Linked DNA regions of Mus musculus: all the other regions are linked to region 1. A link is a contact called in public Hi-C and HiChIP or PLAC-seq data. All regions are on one chromosome and are shown on one strand. Each heading gives the region's core, a stretch centred on a gene start, on an enhancer-like site or on the middle of the called end of the contact. The rest is flanking DNA. Distances are from core to core; before and after follow the strand shown. Region 1 holds the start of Aldh4a1 (aldehyde dehydrogenase 4 family, member A1). Region 2 holds the start of Mul1 (mitochondrial ubiquitin ligase activator of NFKB 1). Region 3 overlaps Gm13025 (a long non-coding RNA gene). Region 4 holds the start of Pink1 (PTEN induced putative kinase 1).

Region 1 (2,700 bases), core at 60-2,559:
TGTACAAGGAAGGCAGGCAGAAATGGGGAATAATACCCAAGTTCAAACAGGCCGTGAGCCATACTGGGGCAGGATATTGGAACACATCACTAAGGCAGCCAGGATTCTGGCTGAAAGCAAGCAGCTCTCTGCCCTAGGGCTTACCTGTCTCTTCATTACGTTTGTTTGTTTGTTTGTTTGTTTGTTTGTTTTTGAGACAGGGTTTCTCGTGTATCCCTGACCCTCCTCGAACCTGCTCTTGCAGAACAAGCTGGCCTTGCACTCAGTGACCTGCCTGCCTCTGCCTCCCGGTGATTTATTAAGGAACTTGTCTGAATGGATTTAGGCAAACCTCAAAATGAGCCCCATGCCACGCAGAGCCGCATCACACGTTATAAAAGTCATTATGGCACCCACCGTAAAACAAAAGCCCAATATTGAACAAAAAGGGAGTGGGGTGGAGAGGTCCCTGGGAGTGTCGGAAGGCTCCAGAATGGGAACACAGGGCCGGCCAAGGTCTGGGAGAATCAGCAAATTTGAAATATACAGCGTTAGGAGAAAGAGGGGTGTAGGAAGGGGGCGTGGGCACAAATCCGGACGCCACACCCTCCCTGGGGTTCCTTGGATAGGAAAACTGGCCATCTAGGACATTGGTTTGCAACCTGTAGGTCGCCACCCCGAGCGATCCTTTCACAGGGGTCGCATATCAGCTATTCTGCATATTAGATATTTACATGACGATTTATAACAGTAGCAAAATACGGTTATGAAGTGGCATAATTTTTCGGTTGGGGAGTCACCACACCAAGAGGAAAGGGTCACAGCATTTGTTAAGAACCACTGCTCTAGAGAGACCTGGTAAGGCGCCACAGGTTCTCCATGGGAGAGTGGCTCTGCAGGTCGCGACCCGGCGCGCACTTAGGGGAGCCATAGGGACCCTGGAGATAATGGCTGCAACCTGGAGGACCCACAGAGTGGGATCTGTCCACGGCTCTCAGGACTCAGGCAGCAGAGGGGTTCACTCACCCAGCGCCCCTCCAGGCATGGGACAGCAGGGATCGGCGGAGCGACGGCAGCGGCAGCATCGCGGAGACTCTTAACAGTCTTGCGCAGCTGTGGGAAGCTCAGAGTCAGCCCCACCGGGCTGGACTAGACAAGCCCGGAGCGCACTACCTCTGCGGGAGGCGCAGCATCGCCCGGTCCACCTCCTTCGGGGCCCCTCCTCGGGTACCCTTCCCCCTCTGTCAATAAACATCAGCTGTATTTAACATCAAAATTGCTACTGTGGACTGCGGGTCAAGAGAATGCAGCAGAAAAGCCCTGAAATGATACTCTCTTCTCCTCGTCTCCTCTCCTTATGGTATGACCCAAGGAGAGAGGGCGTGAGCCTCACTGACCAATCAGAGTCTCGCATGAAAGCCTCCAGGCCAATCAGCAGGACAGGCAAGCTGCAGCCTTCTTAGGCAGGGCTGGAGAGTTGCAGGAGCCAATGACAGATCCTGCACAGAGCGCGTGCTCAGTAGTAGAAGTGGCCGGGGGGGGGGGGGGGGGGGGACCCGGTCGACGCGACAGGTGCTACTTGGGTCCCCAACACTTGGTGGCTGGAAGGCTGGACATCTGCAGGCTACAACTCTGCCCGGGCCCGCCGAGCCACACCAAGGCCAGCTCCCTGCCACCTCCCCGGGGGCTGCCACCGTGCATGGAGCCTGATCTGCCCTCCATCTCCCAGCCTGGCTCAGGGCCAAGCCTGGGCTTGCTTCCTTCCAGATTGGAATCAGAATGAGATAAAACCCTAGCGGGCCTGAACTTAACGTTCTTCGTTTTAATTTTCTTTATTTCTTCCTTTTCTTAAAAGCCTCTAGCCACAAAAACCAGTTGTTCCTGCCTCTGTCCCTCTGTCCCTCTGCCCCGTGGTTAAAATTTTCAGTTTTCTTCATGAGACGTTGTTTGATGAATACTCGAACGTATTAAAACAGCTTCCGAAACCTGCTCTTAGAATGATGCCTTAGGGAACCACTGTATTCCTAAGATACTGGTATGGGTTTTCTTACTTTATTCTCTTTGGGTTTTGTTTTTGTTTAATTTTTTTAATTTTTTTTTTTTGGCTTGGTTTTACTTTTTCAGACAGGGTTTCTCTGTGTAGCCTTGGCTATCCTGGAACTGGCTCTATAGACCAGGCCCTGAATTTACAGAGATCCACCCGCAGGTCTGCCTCCAGAGTGCTGGGATTAAAGGCCTGCACCACCACAGTCCTGCTTCAACGTGTTTCTCTGTCTTTGACAATGTAACCAGGGCATTTACTTTGGGGTCCCTCTGGTTCTAATTTGATACCACACTGGGCAGATTCGCCTCAAAACACCATGACCAAAAAGCAAGTGGGGAGTTAAAGGTTTACGTGTGCAAATTTTCAGCTCATCACTGAGGCAGGAACCTGGAGGCAGGAGCTGATGCAGAAGCCGTGGAGGGACGCTGCTTACTGGCTTGCTCAGCCTTACAGGTGGACCGCCAGTCCAGGGGTTGGACTACCTAGAATAGGCTGGGCCCTCCCACATCAATCACAAATTAAGAATTTTTTTTGCCCAAGTAGCTGTGCAGTGGTAGTGCATACCTTTACATCTAGCACTTAGGAGGTAGATGCAGACAGATCTCTGAGTTTGAGGCTAGCCTGGTCTACAGAGTGAGTTCCAGTCTATACAGAGAAACCTTGTCTCAAATAACTAA
Region 2 (2,700 bases), core at 197-2,696, 1.2 Mb after region 1:
CCCATAAGAGCCAGCCTCAGCCACCAGTCCTCAACAAGCCAACTACAAAAGCTAAATTAACAGCGACAAGCCAGTGAGGGCGAAGACCCCTGGGGGCTCCGCTCCACCCCAGCTTTATCTCTGGGTCCTAACACAAAAGCAAGGGCCTTTCACATCTTTACCTTATTACTTTTTATTATATGGGTGGTTTTGCCTGCATGCATGTCTGTGTATCACATACATGCCTGGTACCCAATAGAGGCCAAAAGATCACCTGGGACTGGAGACAAAAATAAAACAGAGACGGAAATGTGCCGTCTGAGCTGTTAAGTGCAACCCTCAAATGAGAATGTAGTTTTAAAGTAACTATAATATACAAAGAAATGACTGTAGAAACCTGGAGCGGAGCGGTTAAATAGATGAGCCTTTAAGTTCTCTGTTCTCCAAATGAGCCTCTAAGTTTGCTGTTCTTCACGTTGGAATCACCCCTGCCTTACATATCTTCACATCCTCCATCTCCGACCCAAGTATCACCTTGTTTAAAATGGCGACGCCCCCCTGTCAATGGCCATAATCTAGAATCACTTGGAAAGAGTGTCTCAACAAGGAACTGTCTATATTGAGTCAGCCTGTGTAGGCATAGCTGTTTAGACACTGTCCTGATAGCTCTAACTGAAGGGGGGAAACTCGCTGTTGTGTTGTGACTGACACCATTCTCTAGGTCTGGGCTCTGGACTGTTTAATAGTTGTTTCTCTCGACTCAGACGTGATTTGCAGCTGACTCAAGTTCCTGGCCTGGACTTCCCCGCGATGATGAATGGTAACCTGAAACTACAAACGAAATAACCCTTCTCCCTCTCCTAAGCTGCTTTCTGTCAGATATTTTACTATAGCAAAAGGAACGGAACTCTCCGTTTCCCTATCTTTCCGCTTTTCTCTGCCCTACTCCAACCCGATTCTCGCCCTATCACACGATCCAATTACGTGTAGGCGTGTGGTTGACCTAGAATGCACTGTGCACCAGGACAATGGCCTGTTTTTCTCACTACCTGGTGCCCAGCAGGTTTTCGAGAAACAGTTTTACAGCACTGCAATAACGTCCAGTGACACTGAGGGTCACTGGGGGGGGGCAGCCTCGCTGCAGCAGGTGCCCGGGATCCCCTCTGGCTGCGCGTCGTCTGGGGCCCTGTGGCTCCCCGGTGCGCCCCGGCGCGAGCTGCCAGTGAGACCGGGCTGCCCACCCCACCCCCCGCACTGACCTTGAGTTCCTGCGCGACCTGGGCCTTCTGCCGGTATATGGAGTACAGTACGGCGGTGACCATCGAACTGGTGCCCAGCAGGATGACCTGGCCGAGCGACGGTCGCGAACCGCTCTCCATGGCGACCCCAAGCCGCACCAGCCGCCTCGAAATCACCTGCGACCCCTACGCAGCCGCGCAGCCCTTCCCGGAACCCGTCGCCCGTCGATGACGTAAAAACCGGAAGTGGAGGACGGGGGTGGAGCAAAGACGTTGCCTAGGTGGTTGCGACGTTACTGCGGCCTCCTGGGAAACCGGTGGGGCTGGCTGTGGTCACGTGGGAGCTCTCCCTCCGGGTTTCTAGACGTTCTTGCTCCGTTATTGTTAAATGACATCTAATTTATCCTATGAGAGCGTGCCTTGGTGCACCTATAGAGGGCAGGACTCGATCTGAGCGTCCCGGTTTCTCCTACTTTATGGGTCCTTGGGATGGAACTCAAGTTCTTAGCCATGGTGGCAAAGCACCTTTACTCACTGGTCTGTTTCTCCAGCCCTTGCTGGATTATTTGATGTCGCCGCCGTCAGATGGGGAGCTGAGTAAAACGCGTGTTCAGCACCAAGAAGTGTTAGGCTTTAAGCTATCGGAGAACCTTGAAACCTGGCTTTTAAAGATGAAGAAACTAGCCCGGCGTGGTGACGCACACCTTTAATCCCAGCACTTGGGAGGCAGAGGCAGGCGGATTTCTGAGTTCGAGGCCAGCCTGGTCTACAAAGTAAGTTCCAGGACAATACAGAGAAACCCTGTCTCGAAAAACCAAAAAAGAAGAAGAAGGAGGAAGAGGAAGAAGAAGAAGAGAAGAAAGAAGAAGAAAAAAGAAACTGGGGCCAGAGGGGATGGAGAACATGGTCGGAGCCATACTGCAAAGGAGAGCTGGAGAAAAATTAGTCCAGCTTCAAAGCCCTCAACCACTACACCAGTTGAATTGATTCTACACCAGTTGAATCGCGAAAATAGCTCTTAATCTACTGCCACGCCACCCCCAAAACAGCATACTGCTTATTTAATAATAACAGCAAATATTTTTATTGAGTGACTATTATATGCCTTGTACTGTAGTTCGTATTTCTTAGGCCTGGCCTGTGTTTCACTCCACTATCTAGGGACCAAACCCAGGGTTTCAAGTGTTCTTCCACTTAGCTCCGTCCCAGTCACTCCAGACCAGCATTTGATGCATTCAACCACTGCCACAGTAGAGTTTCAGGAGAGGAAACTGAGGCTTCGGTTAAGAAATACACACAGTCCAGCACTCAGGAAGCAGAGGAAGGCAGACCTCTGAGTTCAAGGCCAGCCTGGTCTACAGAACGAGTTCTAGTACAGTTGGGACTACACAGAGAAGCCTTGTCTCAAAAAAACAAGTGGTGGGGAGAATATAAATACACTCAGACCTTTAACTAAAAATGATAATGGGCTTCAACCCAGGTG
Region 3 (2,700 bases), core at 72-2,571, 1.1 Mb before region 1:
AACTCACTCTGTAGACCAGGCTGGCCTCGAACTCAGAAATCTGCCAGCCTCTGCCTCCCAAGTGCTGGGATTAAAGGCGTGCGCCACCACTGCCCAGCACATATACACACTCTTACACACTCGTGCAGACAGACGCACAGAGACATACATACGTACACACCCATGCACAGACACACACAGACACATGCACACACAGAGACACATGCATACACACACAGCCGGGCCATCCTCTCTGGCACGATCACCCTCTGTGCTGTGTAAATGGAACTGATGTTCTCTGAAGAGGCTACATTTGTCTTTGAGGATCTGCAGCTCTCTTGACCTTGGCTGTGTAGAACATGACACTTCCAGAGAGATGAAGGGTGTAGGTCACGAGTGCATCATCCCAGTTGTCTTCAGTCTCCCGTAGTAACCATTTTCGATCCACCTCTTGTATGACCTGACATCCTCTTGACTTTTAGAAGACATTCTTGACACACAAGGATGCAGCTTCCATCAACCCTTAAGCTAAGACTTTGATTCGATAGGTTTTTGAAAGCAGGGAGCTGTGCTTGCCTGCAGCCTTCAGGAAGCCAATGCTTCGGCCTGGCACTTTATAAAGCAGGAATCGACACACACACCTGCAATCTCATCTTGGAAGGTGGAGGCAGGAGGATCAGAAATTCTACAGCATCTTTGGTCACACGGAGCGTGTAAGGCTAGTCTGGATTATGTCTCAAAACCAGGGAACCAGTCATGGTTGCCCGGGACTTTAATCCGGGCACTCAGAGGCAGGTGGATTTCTGTGAGTTCAGCTCAGCATTTCCTTCAGCTGCTATGGTTTGTCTACCTGAAGGCACGGCCAATGCATTCTAGTTTTGCTTTGGGACAGGGTTTCATGTATCTCAGGCTGGTTTAGAACTCACGACCCAGGTGAGGGTGACCTTGAACTGATCCTTCGGTTTTCTGAGCAATAGCATGGCAGGCACGCCCACATGCAGTGCTGGGGACTGAACCTCTGGCTTTGTGTACTAGGTGAGCGGTTGAGCCACATCCCACTCCCCCATCCCCCACCCCCTCTATAATGTGCAATGATTCACGACTTGCCTTTTGTCCTGTGACTATACAGGCCAACGTCACCTTCCCAAGTGTCATTTCCCAGTCCTTTGCACTAACTTGAACTTGAACCTACTACTGGTCCAGAGAATGGAATCTGTGGCTCGGGGTGGGGTGGAGGCGGGTCATTCACTTTCCCTAAGGGCCATTCCTAGGACAGTGGGGTCCTGGGAAGAGACAGGCAGAAGGAATTACTGAGATACTATGGTCTCCTCCCAGAAGCCCTGTCCCTAGTGGGGAAGCCCATTTATTGCAGCCACTTAATCTGGTAAATTTGTTTATTTAGCAAGCGTAAGTTTATCCTTTCTCCTATCTCTTTTTTAAGCCAGGTTTTGGGGGTTCCCTCTGACATTCCGGCCTTCCTTACACTTTCTCCAAAGCCTCCCTTGGCACCATGTGGCCGCTTGCTAGCCACGTGTCTGACTTCCGTCCCAGCTTAAATGGCATGGTCCCAGTTCCCTTTCTGTGCTCTCCTCCTCTGGGCAGCTGCGGAGGTTTACAGCCTGCCCGCCCTGGGGGTTTTCTTTTAGACTCTAATAAAATTGTCCTTGTGTCTCCAATTGAGTTCATTCTTAAATCCGTTTATTAATGAAGCTAGGAACCCCAGGAGGGACCCCCTCAGTTTCCCCAGATCAGTTTGGGCAGAGCTGCTGTTTGACATGAGCAACCGCAGCTGGCTCAGCGCTAGCCCCGGGGGGGGGGGCCCCCACCTCACAGATGTCAGCAGTTCCTCCTTCCTTTCAGCTGGAAAACCCGAAAATATCTCCTGACATTGACAGATGTTCTGTGGGGGGCAATCACAGCCCCCCTCCCTTCCTGATGGAGAACCACGAAACGGCTGGAAAAAATGACCTTCCACTGTGGTACAGGAGCTGGCGCTCCGGCTGGGGCCCCTCTGGGGGTCAGAACCAGATGTTCTGCTTTGATCCTGACAATCTAACAGACTGTGTGGCCATGTGTTTCCTATCTGCTGGGGGCCCAGAGACCTCATTGTTCTGGGGCGGGGCCTGAAGTCTGTGGGAATTACCAGGCTCCCTGTGGGACGGTAGAGGGAAGAACATGTCAGTGATGTCTTGGTTAATGAAGAAACATGCCATTCTGTGAAAGGGGAAAAAAAAGAGAGAGAGAGACAAGTTGGTATTAGGGGTGCGTGCCGGTGGTGGTCCCTCCTCTTGGGAGGTGGAGGCAGGGGGATTTCAAGTTGAAGACTAGCCTGGGCTACCTATTGAGACCTTGACTCAAATAAGTAGGTAAATCAGCAAGGTGTTAGTGAGCTCAGCAGTCAGGGACAAGGACACGCACTGCTGCTGTCCCTGGGGGGTGGGGGTGGGGTAGCTCACAATGATCTGATCTGTGCAGCCAGATCCAGGGAGTTGACACGTCTGGCCTCTGTGGGGACATGCACGGACTAAAGCGTCTGCCTCCTGCTCGAGATCTGATTCTAGGCACCCACGGAGGAGCCCGCTGAGCCTTTAGGCTTAGCATTGGAGAGACAAGAGACTGGGGATCCCTGGAGCTCCCTGAAGAGATGGACTCTGTGTTCAGTGAGAGAACGTGTCTCAAAAAGTAAGAGGAGGGGCTGGTGAGATGGCTCAGTGGGTAAGA
Region 4 (2,700 bases), core at 89-2,588, 1.3 Mb after region 1:
AGCCAGAGAGATGCCAGCGAGAGAGAATGGCGGAAAACCCGTCCCCTTTTTAGGAGAGTTATATTTCGCCTAGGACGCATCACTCCCTGATTGGCTGCAGCCCATGGCCGAGCTGACGTTCACGGGAAAGGCAGAGTACAAGTAGTCGTAAAATACCCTTGGCACATGCGCAGATTATTTGTTTACCACTTAGAACACAGGATGTCAGCGCCATCTTGTGACGGCGAATGTGGGGGCGGCTCCCAACACTACCTCTGGTGGGTAGTGGGTTAAAAGAGAGGTTAAAGCATTGAAGAACCATCATTTAAAATAGGCTTTGAAGGCTGGGCAGTGGTGGCACACGCCTTTAATCCCGCACTTGGGAGGCAGAGGCAGGTGGATTTCTGAGTTCGAGGCCAGCCTGGTCTACAGAGTGAGCTCCAGGAGAGCCAGGGCTATACAGAGAAACCCTGTCTCAACACCCCCCCCCCCCAAAAAAAATAGGCTTTGAAAAAAATTAAAAATTTCACTGGATGACCAGTATTTGGTATTATGTGATTTTACACACACACACACACACACACACACACAAAATTATGCTTAAGTCAGAGACAAGCAAAAAGATTATTCAGCCTGATGTGGTGGTATATACCTGTAATCCCCACACTCCAGAGGGCCATCCTAGTCTACAGGAAGAATTCCAAGCCAACCAGGGCTATGCAAGGCCTTGTCTCAAATAAAGTAAAATAAAATGAGTAAAAATAGTAACAGGGTTAATAACCTTATTATCAGCTAGCTATTCGTAACAAGCAGTTTAAGTCATAGGGATTTATTAAGCATCTGGGTGGCTTCTGGTTAAGTCTCCCAGTCAGTCTCAGACCTCAGCTCCTGCACCCACTGGTGCATAAATTATGGCCTTTGGTCAAGATTTCCCTCCAAGATCTAAGCCCCGGAACCTCCAACCTGTCTGTACAGGAGCATGAGAGCACTTGGGAGTGGGGGAGAAGAGCCAAGGTCTTCCCTCGATAGCCAGGGCAGTGTGAACTTCAACCTCAACTCTAATACCTGCAAGCAATCTGGAAACACCACAGTCGCTTATCTACAAAATTGGCACTCATATCATGGGGGGGACAGTCAAACTAGCTAACAGGTGTAAAGGGCCTGGATCGGTGACTGATAACAAATATTAGTTTCCTGGCTCAACGTCTCATCTTAACCAGGACCAGTGAAGTTGTTCACAACCCCTCGACCTGGGTTCAAAGTGCAAACCAGCTGCACCAAGGGATGCAGGGATGAGCGGGTAGCGCCCCCGCGTGCTGCGCAGGAGAACTGCCGGGGACCGCCCCCCGCGCTTGCGCACAGGCGCCGCCCCCGAAGTTTGTTGTTGTCCCAGACGTTTGTGGCGGTGGCAGCTGGCTCCGGTCACCGCGCCACCATGGCGGTGCGACAGGCACTGGGCCGAGGCCTGCAGCTGGGTCGGGCGCTGCTGCTGCGCTTCGCGCCCAAGCCCGGCCCGCTGTTCGGCTGGGGGAAGCCCGGCCCCGCGGCGGCCTGGGGCCGCGGAGAGCGCCCAGGCCAGGTCGTAAGCCCCGGAGCACAGCCTCGGCCGGTCGGGCTCCCCCTCCCGGACCGCTACCGCTTCTTCCGCCAGTCGGTAGCTGGGCTGGCGGCGCGGATCCAGAGGCAGTTCATGGTGCGGGCCCGGGGCGGCGCAGGCCCTTGCGGCCGAGCGGTCTTCCTGGCCTTCGGGCTGGGGCTGGGGCTGATCGAGGAGAAGCAGGCGGAAGGCCGGAGGGCCGCCTCGGCCTGTCAGGAGATCCAGGTGAGAGCGGCGGTGGGCGGGAGCGCCGGGAGCGGGCCGAACCGGGCCAGAGTGTAGCCCTGAGGCCAGCCGGGCCGGGGCGGGGCCTAGGCCAGGAGGAGGCGGGGTTAGGAGAGTGAGTGATCTGGGTGGGGCGGGGCCAAATTGGACAGCAAGGGCGGAGTTAGTTGGATAGTTGTTGGGGCAGCCTCAGAATCCTAGTGGTGTAGGGGCGGGTCGTGAACCAGGGCGTGGTAGGAGCCTGGGCATTGGGAAGGGCAGGTCTCTGAGCCGTGATTGGGCAATTTAAGGGGGTGGGGTACTCGTGGACCAGACTGAGTGGCTGGTGGCATCTTAGTTATGTGTCTAAGAGCATGAGGACATGCCTAGACCTTGGGGGGGGGGGTAGGTAGATCAGGGGATAAGGCAAAGATTAAAATCTATCTATGACTTGGACTATACATTTCTTGGAATTGATCTGTTAATTAAGGCTGACCTATTTCCCATTACTGATGGCCTGATATGCCGACACTTTGCAAACAGTATGGTTTAAAAGCTGCTGATTATTGGTCTCTGTTGCACTGTAACAAATGGCTTTGAGTAAATTTCTTTTCTTTTGGGATGCATAAAAGGGGGACAGAGCCTTGATTTGTATATGTAGCCCAGGTTTGTCTTGAACTTTTTTTTTTTTTAGTTTTTCAAGACAGGGTTTCTCTGTGTAGCCCTGGCTGTCCTGGAACTCACTTTGTAGACCAGGCTGGCCTCGAACTCAGAAATCCACCTGCCTCTGCCTCCCAAGTGCTGGGATTAAAGGTGTGCACCACCACAGCCCGGCTGGATGATAACATTTGGAATGTAAATAAATAAAATATCCAATTGAAAAAAAAAAGTCACTCAGGAGGCAGAGGCAGGCGGATTTC

The links. Hi-C and Micro-C count contacts between places; a contact is called where the count stands out from the background. HiChIP or PLAC-seq counts read pairs in DNA pulled down with a chosen protein or histone mark.
Region 2: an H3K27ac HiChIP or PLAC-seq map of microglia shows a contact between it and region 1, with 8 times the contacts expected there. The contact joins the promoter of Mul1 here to the promoter of Aldh4a1 in region 1. A contact is called at or near these places in 1 of 39 promoter capture datasets (pre-B cells) and 1 of 115 datasets of contacts at active chromatin or transcription factors (microglia).
Region 3: a contact with region 1 is called in a Hi-C map of B cells, with 7 read pairs. The contact joins the enhancer-like site here to the promoter of Aldh4a1 in region 1. A contact is called at or near these places in 1 of 39 promoter capture datasets (embryonic stem cells), 1 of 15 datasets of contacts at CTCF or cohesin (large pre-B cells), 1 of 484 Hi-C or Micro-C datasets (B cells) and 1 of 115 datasets of contacts at active chromatin or transcription factors (large pre-B cells).
Region 4: a Hi-C map of regulatory T cells shows a contact between it and region 1, with 4 times the contacts expected there. The contact joins the promoter of Pink1 here to the promoter of Aldh4a1 in region 1. A contact is called at or near these places in 1 of 39 promoter capture datasets (liver) and 2 of 484 Hi-C or Micro-C datasets (B cells and regulatory T cells).

The regions. Positions count from the first base shown.
Region 1 is chr4:139,621,503-139,624,202 of GRCm38.p6, reverse strand. Aldh4a1 (aldehyde dehydrogenase 4 family, member A1) reads right to left here and starts at 1,309. Exons shown (of 15, transcript NM_175438.4): 1 at 1,006-1,309. The coding sequence starts at 1,064.
Region 2 is chr4:138,433,418-138,436,117 of GRCm38.p6, reverse strand. It overlaps Mul1 (mitochondrial ubiquitin ligase activator of NFKB 1), which reads right to left and starts at 1,446. Exons shown (of 4, transcript NM_026689.3): 1 at 1,239-1,446. The coding sequence starts at 1,358.
Region 3 is chr4:140,683,577-140,686,276 of GRCm38.p6, reverse strand. It overlaps Gm13025 (a long non-coding RNA gene), which reads right to left. Exons shown (of 3, transcript XR_001784551.2): 3 at 166-2,193. Among named protein-coding and RNA genes, the nearest start is that of Gm13025, 5.2 kb to the right of the region's middle. Within about 2 kb of position 1,321, at least 126 of the 459 cell types and tissues checked have an H3K27ac peak or open chromatin away from gene starts, as enhancers often do. A contact at or near this core is called in B cells and embryonic stem cells, where this site is marked.
Region 4 is chr4:138,324,934-138,327,633 of GRCm38.p6, reverse strand. Pink1 (PTEN induced putative kinase 1) reads left to right here and starts at 1,338. Exons shown (of 8, transcript NM_026880.2): 1 at 1,338-1,801. The coding sequence starts at 1,415.